2 separate regions of the Mus musculus genome follow, and region 1 is linked to region 2. The links are chromatin contacts, called in public promoter capture Hi-C maps. All regions are on one chromosome and are shown on one strand. Each heading gives the region's core, a stretch centred on a gene start, on an enhancer-like site or on the middle of the called end of the contact. The rest is flanking DNA. Distances are from core to core; before and after follow the strand shown. Region 1 holds the start of Ranbp3l (RAN binding protein 3-like). Region 2 overlaps Slc1a3 (solute carrier family 1 (glial high affinity glutamate transporter), member 3).

What was found. Promoter capture Hi-C pulls out the DNA fragments that hold promoters and counts their contacts.
Region 1: a contact with region 2 is called in a promoter capture Hi-C map of neural stem cells. The contact joins the promoter of Ranbp3l here to the enhancer-like site in region 2. A contact is called at or near these places in 7 of 39 promoter capture datasets (the 3T3-L1 cell line, the C10 cell line, cranial neural crest and 4 more), 1 of 15 datasets of contacts at CTCF or cohesin (the NIH/3T3 cell line) and 1 of 115 datasets of contacts at active chromatin or transcription factors (the NIH/3T3 cell line).

The regions. Positions count from the first base shown.
Region 1 is chr15:8,965,908-8,970,482 of GRCm38.p6, forward strand. Ranbp3l (RAN binding protein 3-like) reads left to right here and starts at 2,042. Exons shown (of 14, transcript NM_198024.2): 1 at 2,042-2,609. The coding sequence starts at 2,519.
Region 2 is chr15:8,661,801-8,666,185 of GRCm38.p6, forward strand. The region is part of intron 3 of Slc1a3 (solute carrier family 1 (glial high affinity glutamate transporter), member 3); the gene reads right to left. Among named protein-coding and RNA genes, the nearest start is that of Slc1a3, 47 kb to the right of the region's middle. Within about 2 kb of position 2,196, at least 77 of the 459 cell types and tissues checked have an H3K27ac peak or open chromatin away from gene starts, as enhancers often do. A contact at or near this core is called in neural stem cells, where this site is marked.

The sequences.
Region 1 (4,575 bases), core at 792-3,291, 300 kb after region 2:
TGTTGGTGAGAAAAGATACTTGAAGTCAAACTCTGGCCTCCACACATGCATGCATGGACATGTGCACCCACATACCAGACACACACATGCACACACACATATGCGTGCACACACACACACACTCATGCATGTGTATTAGTTAGGGTTCTCTAGAGTCACAGAACTTATGGATAAAGGAATTTATTGATGACTTAGAATCTGCAGTCCAATTCCCAACAACGGTTCAGTAGTAGCTATGAATGGAAGTCCAAGGATCTAGCAGTTACTCAGTCTCACACGGCAAGCACGCAAGGGAGCAAGAGTGAGACTCCCTTCTTCCAATGTCCTTATATTGTCTCAAGCAGAAGGTGTAGCCCAGATTAAAGGTGTGTTCCACCACACCTTTAATCCCAGATGACCATGAACTCGGAGATTTAATCTTACCAAGATCCAGATCAGAAACTTCTATCTCCAAGCCTCCAGATAAGGGTCACTGGTGAGCCTTCCAATTCTGGATTGTAGTTCATTCCAAATATAGTCAGGTTGACAACCAGGAATAGCCACTACAACATGCATGGGCAATTTTGCCATTCCAATGTCTTGCTTTTGCTCATAAGCAAAATGTACAGCAAAGCATGGCTGGTATGAAGTCACTTGGTGGCTGTTTCTAAAAGGTGAGGAAGAGCAGTGCCTGTGGAGGAAATGCCTGTTCTGCATCCTCGGTATGCTTTATTCTGTCCTGTCACAAGGAAGACTCGGCCAGGCTGGATTCACTCCACTGGAGCCTACAACGCTTAACCCTAAAAAAGCAGTTATAAGTGTAACTCAAAGCTCAGGGCATTAACTCAGGTGCATCCCTGCTGCAAATTATACAGCCACTGCCGAGGACTCCATAGTGTAACCCCAAGCAGAACCCTAAGGGTCCCCAAGCATCAGCCCTAGTCTCTAACATGGTAGCACTTGTGACAGACCTACAGAAAAGCTGGAGTCCATCAATGAAGGCAAACACCAGCTTTGTGTACAAAGGCTTTGCTCCTTTGTCTGGAACAGAGAATTAAGAAACACATGTGCGTGGGTGTGCATGTGTGTGCGTTTGTGCACACACATTTGGGTTTGGATACATGTGTGACTGTGTGCATTGTCTCAGGTGTGAGTGTATGCCTGGGTATGCACACACAAACATATGGGTGTGAGAGTGTAGATTTCATACTTAACTTTATATCTCAGATTGTGCCCAGGAATCCACTTCTTCAAGTCTACATCTTTATGCCAGCTTTATCAAATAAAACCCAAAATATAATACAAAAAATTCATTTGAATTAGTCACAAGAATTACAAAGGTGAAGTGATATATGCATTTCATGTGTTTTCAGAAATGAAAATATGCTTGGGAAATTGTCAATTGCCTTAGGATGAAAGAAGAAAACAAGAAGAGACACATCTCCCTGCCTTCTAGATATCATAAGGAGGCAACCTTATTAGGGTGTTTTATATCAGTTTCCAAATTCAAGCAGAGCGTCTCGCTCAGAGTCACGCTGCAAGGCAGGACCTATGATATTCATTATGACTTCACTGAGTCTAAGGAGTTTAGGGTTTGCTTTCCAACAGTGATGGACCGGCAAGCACAAGAAACCTCACAAGCTGCCTTGTCTTACAACCCAGAGGCAGCAGTGGTCGAGACTGTGCTGGGAAGCAAAGCTAATGTTTCCGGGTAGTGTTTTGTGCTCCTCTCCTGGAGCCTCGGAGCTGTTTACAGAGTCCGAGAGTCCCAGCAGTACATTTCCATGCGCTCCTGACCAGATCCAGCTGGATCTTTTCCATTTCGCTTGTGCCTGAGAATAACTGCACTGCCCAAGCCCTGCTTTGGGCTTGGGCTTTAATGACAACGCAGCAGAAGCAAGGTGGTTAATTGCTGTGCTGTCCGGACATCTTTACCATCCCTGCTTTGGTCACTCCGTTAAAACAATAAGAATGCTATTTCTTGCCTGCCTCTCTATGCTAATCAGCTAGCCCAGTCTCCTCCCCTCCAGCCTCCCTTAAGAACTGTACACATCCAACTGTCACAGGGGCGAACTCCAACCAGGCAGATTTAATCCTGCAGCGCTTTCCCCCTTTGCTTGTTTCTCTAGCAGTCCTCTCTACACTAGAGGGACTGGACTTTACAGCAGAGAAGGAACTGAAAACGGCTAAAATTGAACGAGAGAGCTAGTTTCACCGAGAGACGTCGTTTCTTTTTGAACATTCTAAAAGGGGAAAGGTCCAGGGCGCTTTAAAATAAACTAAGAGTTAAGTCGTGTTTCCAGCCAAATAAGCTGGCATCTTTGTAGGCAGGAGGTGCGATACTGGTAAATATTTACTGCAGAATTCTTGACCAGTAGAAACCCTGGCATGCTTTTCGAGGAGTAAATGTTTTACATGCGAGGCGAGATCTGCGCGTGCCTCTGTGTTCTTTCCAAGTAACTTCTGAAGACAGTTTTTGATGTCTGGCTAAGACAAACTGCGCTAGTGGTCCCCGAGTCACAGCCAGATCGTTGGTACCATGTCTACAACACAAAGGAAAGACGACAGCCACCTGTTCACCAGTTCGTGCACGCGTCAGCTGCAGGTGCAGGAGGATCGGCAACAGCAAGGTGGGTCTAGAGAGCAAAGTCCTGCGCTCTGTGACTTTCTGACCTTTTGTATGTCTGGGGAAGGGTGGGCTGGTGAAGAGCTTGCACCCTCTGAGAGGAAGAATAATAGGCTGGACAGTAGGTTCCCGTGGCCTCGCTGTTGATTTAAAGGATTATCATTTCTTGAAAGACTTTTGAGAATACATATTCCTTGGAAACAGGTACTCAAACTAGACACTGCCAGTTGTGTAGAGTGTGCTAGGGTGTGTATAATTGAAAACACCCATGGGGCAAGGCTGACTGGGCTATTGAGGAAATTTAGCCAAGAGCAGCTTTGTTAGCCTGGCGCTAACCTCATGTCCTACTACTAGTAGGGGCTTTGCTTACATCTAACTTTGTGAAGACCTCTGACTCATTCAGTTGTGGAAAATGCATATTTTGGCACTCATTTTAGAGTCCAAAGAGATCTGGAACAGACAGTGTGGCATTTGACTTGATGGACACCTAAACGCCACACCTCACCAGGCTTTCCATGAATAATCTTTAAAAGCATTTCAGATTGACTACTCAGCCAGACGATTGATACAAATAGACCAACTACTACTCTATCCCCTTGATAAGGACAACAGAAGACACTAGTGGGAAAGGCTGTGAGCTGATGACACCAGCATCACCCTGCCCCTCCCCCAGGCTAAGAACTTTCCAAACGCATCTAACTCCTTGCAGCCTGTCATGGATCTAGGATATACAGTGCATAAGAGCCTCATTTATTTCTGTGTATACTTGGCTTTGGATTTCACTCTCCTGGTGGGTAGCTGCTAATGGATGGAAACCTCCCACATTCAAGGTAGCGTAGGGGTGCTAACATTTGGTGAATGTCTCAAGCCACCTCCCTGCAAGATTCCGGAGCTGAGCTGAGTGACCTCATGCCACACGGGGCTTAGCAGAGCAGGGACAGGAGATGATTCCTGTGTAAGGAGTACAGTATAAGCCTTTCAGAGCACGCTGGTTAAAAGAGGGAGTTTTGAGCCAATAGCCTTAGACGTGGCACTGTCCACGTGGCTCACGTGTTACTAGGAAATCTTCGGTTTTGTCTAGGTGTTTCTTTGCTGCTCTCTTTTACTTAAAATGTGCAAGGCCTCAGCTTCTCTCATTCAGATGTGATATTTATAATAGAAAATTTGGTGAGAGGAGCCTGGAGAAGTGAGTAAAAAGAAGTCCTGTAAGTGACATCCTAAAGACGCCTGCTGTGAATATTTTAACAGGCAGCCTAGTCTCTTCTTCAATGTATGTGCTTGGACTGTTATTTTGCTTGCTTTTAAAAACAAAAAGACTCCACTTATTTGGCACTTAGTACTCTGTAAACTGCCCTTTAAATGCCAGTACATGATGGACAAATTCTTGCATCATTATATATGATCTCCCCAACATTATTTTTAGTGGGCAATATCAGACACTTGTCACTAAAGTTAACCCAATTAAGCATAAGTTAATAGTTATAACTGTACACAGACGATTCATTGCATGGGGCAAATTCTTAGAGAATGATATGTCCTAAACATTATGCAATTTTTAAACTTTTTTTTTCTGGCCAAGTGGTTTTCCACTCTCCAGGACTGAAGTTTGGAAAGGGCATGATCCCCGTAAGACTGGGCATTAGCTTTAGAGTTTGTTTCCAATTTTATAAGTGGAAAATAATATCCCTCTGTTGTTTTAATTTAAGGATGGCTGTCTTGATGGTTTCTCATTTACTGGCCATCCAGAGAAGCCTGGAAATATCATTATGATGACATACTTCCCAAAATACCAAGAAGGCTCCAGCCTACTCCTCCCTTCTCAACCAGGAGCTCTTCACTCGGAATCTTTGGAAAGCAACCACACTCTTCTGGGGCCAATTCTGAAAATATATGCCCACCAAAACCACCATCCCCGAAGTTGTGAGGCATGCTAATGAAATCCAGACTAGCCACTGGGTGCCACAAGAAAT
Region 2 (4,385 bases), core at 946-3,445:
TGGGGATGGAACTAGGGCTGGGGAGGGGAGAAAAAAGAGTGTGTGGAGAAAAGAGATGGAAAGAGAGAAAAGAGAAAAGACAGACGGTGAAACTAAAAGGCAGAGGAACAAAGAACGTAGAGGAGGGAAGTTCAGTGAGTGCCTTATCTTGGTGCTGCTTCTTGGCTGTGGCCAACACAACTCCCTTTTGGTTCTGATTAGCTTTCTCAGCATTTAAAAGCTCATTGATTGTTCATATCTAATCTATACACCCAGGGGCTCAGAGATTATGTTCCCCCAGCTACCTTAGCCAAACAATAAAGCAATATCAGTCACGATGTAAAACAGCCCTCGAGTCTGGAGCCAGTCAGCCTTTCCCATCTCTGTCTTTGGTGTAGTGTGACCGTTTTCCCCCTGGTAACAGGAAAAGCCGTGGGTTTGACCTAGGCACAAGGATAACAATGGATTGGCATCTCCTGATAAGTTCTTCCAGCAGAGGCCAACACTTTCACAACTTCATGCCTTCTCCAGAAGGGAGCTGCTTCTGTGGTTGCTGCTTGCAGACCCCCACCCCCCGTCTGCCCACCGCTTTCCTGTTTCAAAGGCTTCTCAAGGGGTGGTTAGGATTTCTAAAAAAAAACTTCCAGAGAAGAAAATTGGACAGTTCTTGACATTAAACTATATTCATTACCAGGGATACTAGGAATGATCCAAGATCACTATGTAACCCTAGCTGCCCTGAACTCACTATGTAACACAGGCTGCTTCAAACATGCCTCAATAAGCTCCATTTATTAACTACCAATAAACCAGATATCTAGAAAGAAAAAAAAACATAGAAGTGACATTTAGTTGACTTGACAGTGATAATGTACGGGGCTGGTCGGTAGAAAAAAATTAACTTAGCTCAGAATGTAGGAGTAAGGGTGGATGTTGAGGTAGCTACCAGAAGTGCACTGGGGGGTACTGTGGTAAAGAAAGAATATGGGGCTTACAAGCAAGGTAAAAGAAACAAGAGGCAAACATGGACTTTAAATGAATGAGTCGGGGCTGTGGCTGGCCCACTACAATAATAAAATGAGTTGAAGTGGCAAAGTTGTATCAATAACATCTTTCTCTTTCTAGGGTGGTGGTCACTGTTGGAAGAATCTTTTTGATTATTCATGCTTTACTTCCTCATGAAGCATCTCAGGTGAAAGGCTTGTCTTGTCTGTGGCGGCTACCAACTCCCCAGCTCTGAAACACTACATCGCCTGGGCAGTTTTGATTAAAAACAAAACAACATCCAAGCATTGCTTAAGAACACCTGAAACCCTCTGAGGCGCACTTTCGCTCTGGAAGCAGCTAGAGGAAGTCTGACCCACGCCCACCAGGCGAATGTGGCCATCTGTCCTCTTGACTAAATACCCTTCTCTAAGGGTTGCTGCGTGTCACTACTTCCCAAGGCTCATTGACTGCCATGCCTTTCCCATCTGCAGTCCGTGTCCTCACGCTCTGTCCTAAGTTTTTCACAGGTCATTTCCCCACTTGGGCTTACCCTGAACAGACAGCCTGGACTGCTCAGTATTCCCCGGCTATGCCTTTGAGTTTTCCTGTCTCTGCATCTTTGCTTCCAAGGCTTCCTCATTTCCTGTACAAACCCTACAGCCACCCCAGCCCCATATTCCCACAGCACATTCTTTGTACTGCTTGCTTTCCTAGTTTGCTTTGTTTTACGGTCATGCGCCTACCTGTCTGGCTCTCTCCCATTCTATTCCCAAGTCCTTGAGGTTAGAGACCAGCAACGATTCTTCCCAGCAATATTGCCTGCACTAGTTAGCATGCTGCCGGCTCGGAAACAGGAGCCCCCATAAACGTATCTTGGACTGGATTCAACACCCTCTTAATAGCTACTCTGCATTGTCAAAGTCCCCACTGAATGCGCTTGGAATCCGGCGTGTTACTCCCGACTCAGTGTGACCACCGCAGAGGCAGAGTGAACTATTAATATTTCTACTGAGGAAGCACACAGCTATATTCATCCCTTTTTAGCCATCACTTCCTACTGTTGGTTCGTATTAAAGCTTTTAGTCCCAGGAGCTGCGGCCAAGCTCAGTGGCTCCCATCCTGTAATTGCGCAACTGCCTTTTGAATCTAAAAGTAGAAGCGAACATCCCTCGCCTGCTGCACTTGGTCCTGTTGGTCTCCATCCAGCATTGCAGCCTATTGAAGCAGATTTCATTGTGAGTGCAGGCAGTGCTGTGAAAGCCTATGGGGGAGGGGGCCTGTGGCATCTGAGACACCAGCAAGTGCTTCCCATGTCTTCAAGTTGTTGATGAAATAAGGAACAGGATGGGTTTTTTTTTTTTCCTGGGGAAAGTACGCACAGGGCATTTTTACAAGGGATGGCTCCAGGTTAACATGAAACTTTAAATACTCGAGATATAAATGTCCAGTTGTGTTAAAATCTAGATCGCTGCTTCTTTGATATTGCTTATTTCTTTATTTGTTAGGGATAGGGTCTCATTATGTAGCCCTGACTGTCCTGAGCTCATTATGTAGCCGAGGCTGGCTCTACACGTGCCTCAGTCTTTCTGTGTCCACCTCCTGAGCTGAAGGGATTAAAGGGATGGGCCACTGCATCTGATCACATCACTGTCTGTATCCAACCCTGCCTCACTGATAAAGATATTAGGGAAGATTTTACATGCTTCAGAATAGCCAAAGCAAAATTTTATCAGGAAGCTCACAACCAAAAATCACTGTGGTAAAGGAGTGTGTTTTAAAAGATAGAAACAATTCTCATGGTACAAAAGCTATTACAAGATGTTTTGTGGGGAAAAAAAAGAGTTAAGGTGGAGAGTATAACTTTAGGAAATAACTTCTGTAAGAGTATCTTAGCGTATATGCTAAGCAAGTATTCGAGTTTAGTAGCTGGTACATCATTTATACTCAATAGCTGCTAGCAATTGTGCCAGATTAAACTGTAATGCCACCCATCAATCAGGACAAACCTATAGTGACAAAAATCGTTTTACCAGATTAAGGAGGACATTTGAGTGATCTGTAGAGATTGGAGTGGTCTGAATGACAATGACCACATGGTTCAACATCAGTATCTTCAGCTTTGAGCAACTCATCACATAATCATTGAGCTTGAAGTTATTTTATTTTATATTTCATTTTATTTTATATTTTATTTTTGGTGCTGGGCATAGATCCCAGAGCTGAGAACAAGTTGTAGCAAGCAGTACTGTACAGTCACATTCCTAATTTCGCCCTTGTTTTAATGCAAGTGCAACTGAGTTACAGAGAACATAAACCCACAGGGAATCCACAAACACCCTTGGAACCCAAGTCTATCATCAGGAAGCCCAAATTAGCCATCTTAAACTGGGGCTAAGTTAGAGTCGAGGCCCTCCTGGTTTGGCAAACGGTTCCAATGACCCCAAAAGGCTCACTGGTATACAAAATGACACTATTTGTTACTGGTACGGCCAGGACTGAATGAAAGCTTCATGGTCCTTTGCTAGCACAAGTCAGCTTAAGGCTGTTCTTAAAGTTACTAAAGTGAATATTAATGTGGTTAATGTACTAGTTACATTAACAACAACAACAATGTAAATCTCCCCATCTTTCAAAGTCATGTGCTTTCTTGACAAATTCCCTTTCCCTTTCATTTTCTCTTCCTTTTTTTCTTTTTCTTTTAAAAAACTCTAATGTGTAGGGAGCAGCATCCACACGCTGCATTGAGCAGGACTGAAAACCCTGGAGAAACACACAAGTTGCTATCTCTGAAACTTTCCAGCAGTGGCCAGTGGGGATGCCAGGAGGACCTGGGCCACGGCTAAAATAAATAGTGCTCTCTCGGCTGACTCTACATGTCAGTATGAAAAGGTCTTGTGCTTGACACTTTCCACCAAGAAAGGCAAAAGGGGTTTTGAAGTTTGTGTTCACGGTGCTAAAACAGAATCTAAGAGTATTCCTTCTCACTGACAATAGCCCAGACTCAGGTAAAGAAAGGCGGCTTGAAGTCTAGGTCTCCACCAAGTCTACCTCCCCAAGCAGGGAGTCTTTCCAATGCTCACACCACTACTCTGATTACTCGGCATCTTGCCAGGAGAGTTGGATATTGAGTGAATGAATAGCCTAAGCTAGGCATGAACACGCACGCTGTCGCTGACGCAACTATTTATGGCATGCCCCAGTGCCCAAAAAGAGCTCTAAATGTGAAAATGGCTTCCACAACCAGTCATGGCTGAGTCTAGTATAGAACTAGTCTGGTAGCCGCTAAGTTTATCTTCTTAAAAACTCAAGCAAGGATTACCAAAAATAAGCCACTCACGGTGGCCTGCATGTTCTCTGGACTTCTCACTGGGCCTCAGTTCAACGTTTCCGATGTCAACATCTTGTCTCCAGACCTTGGA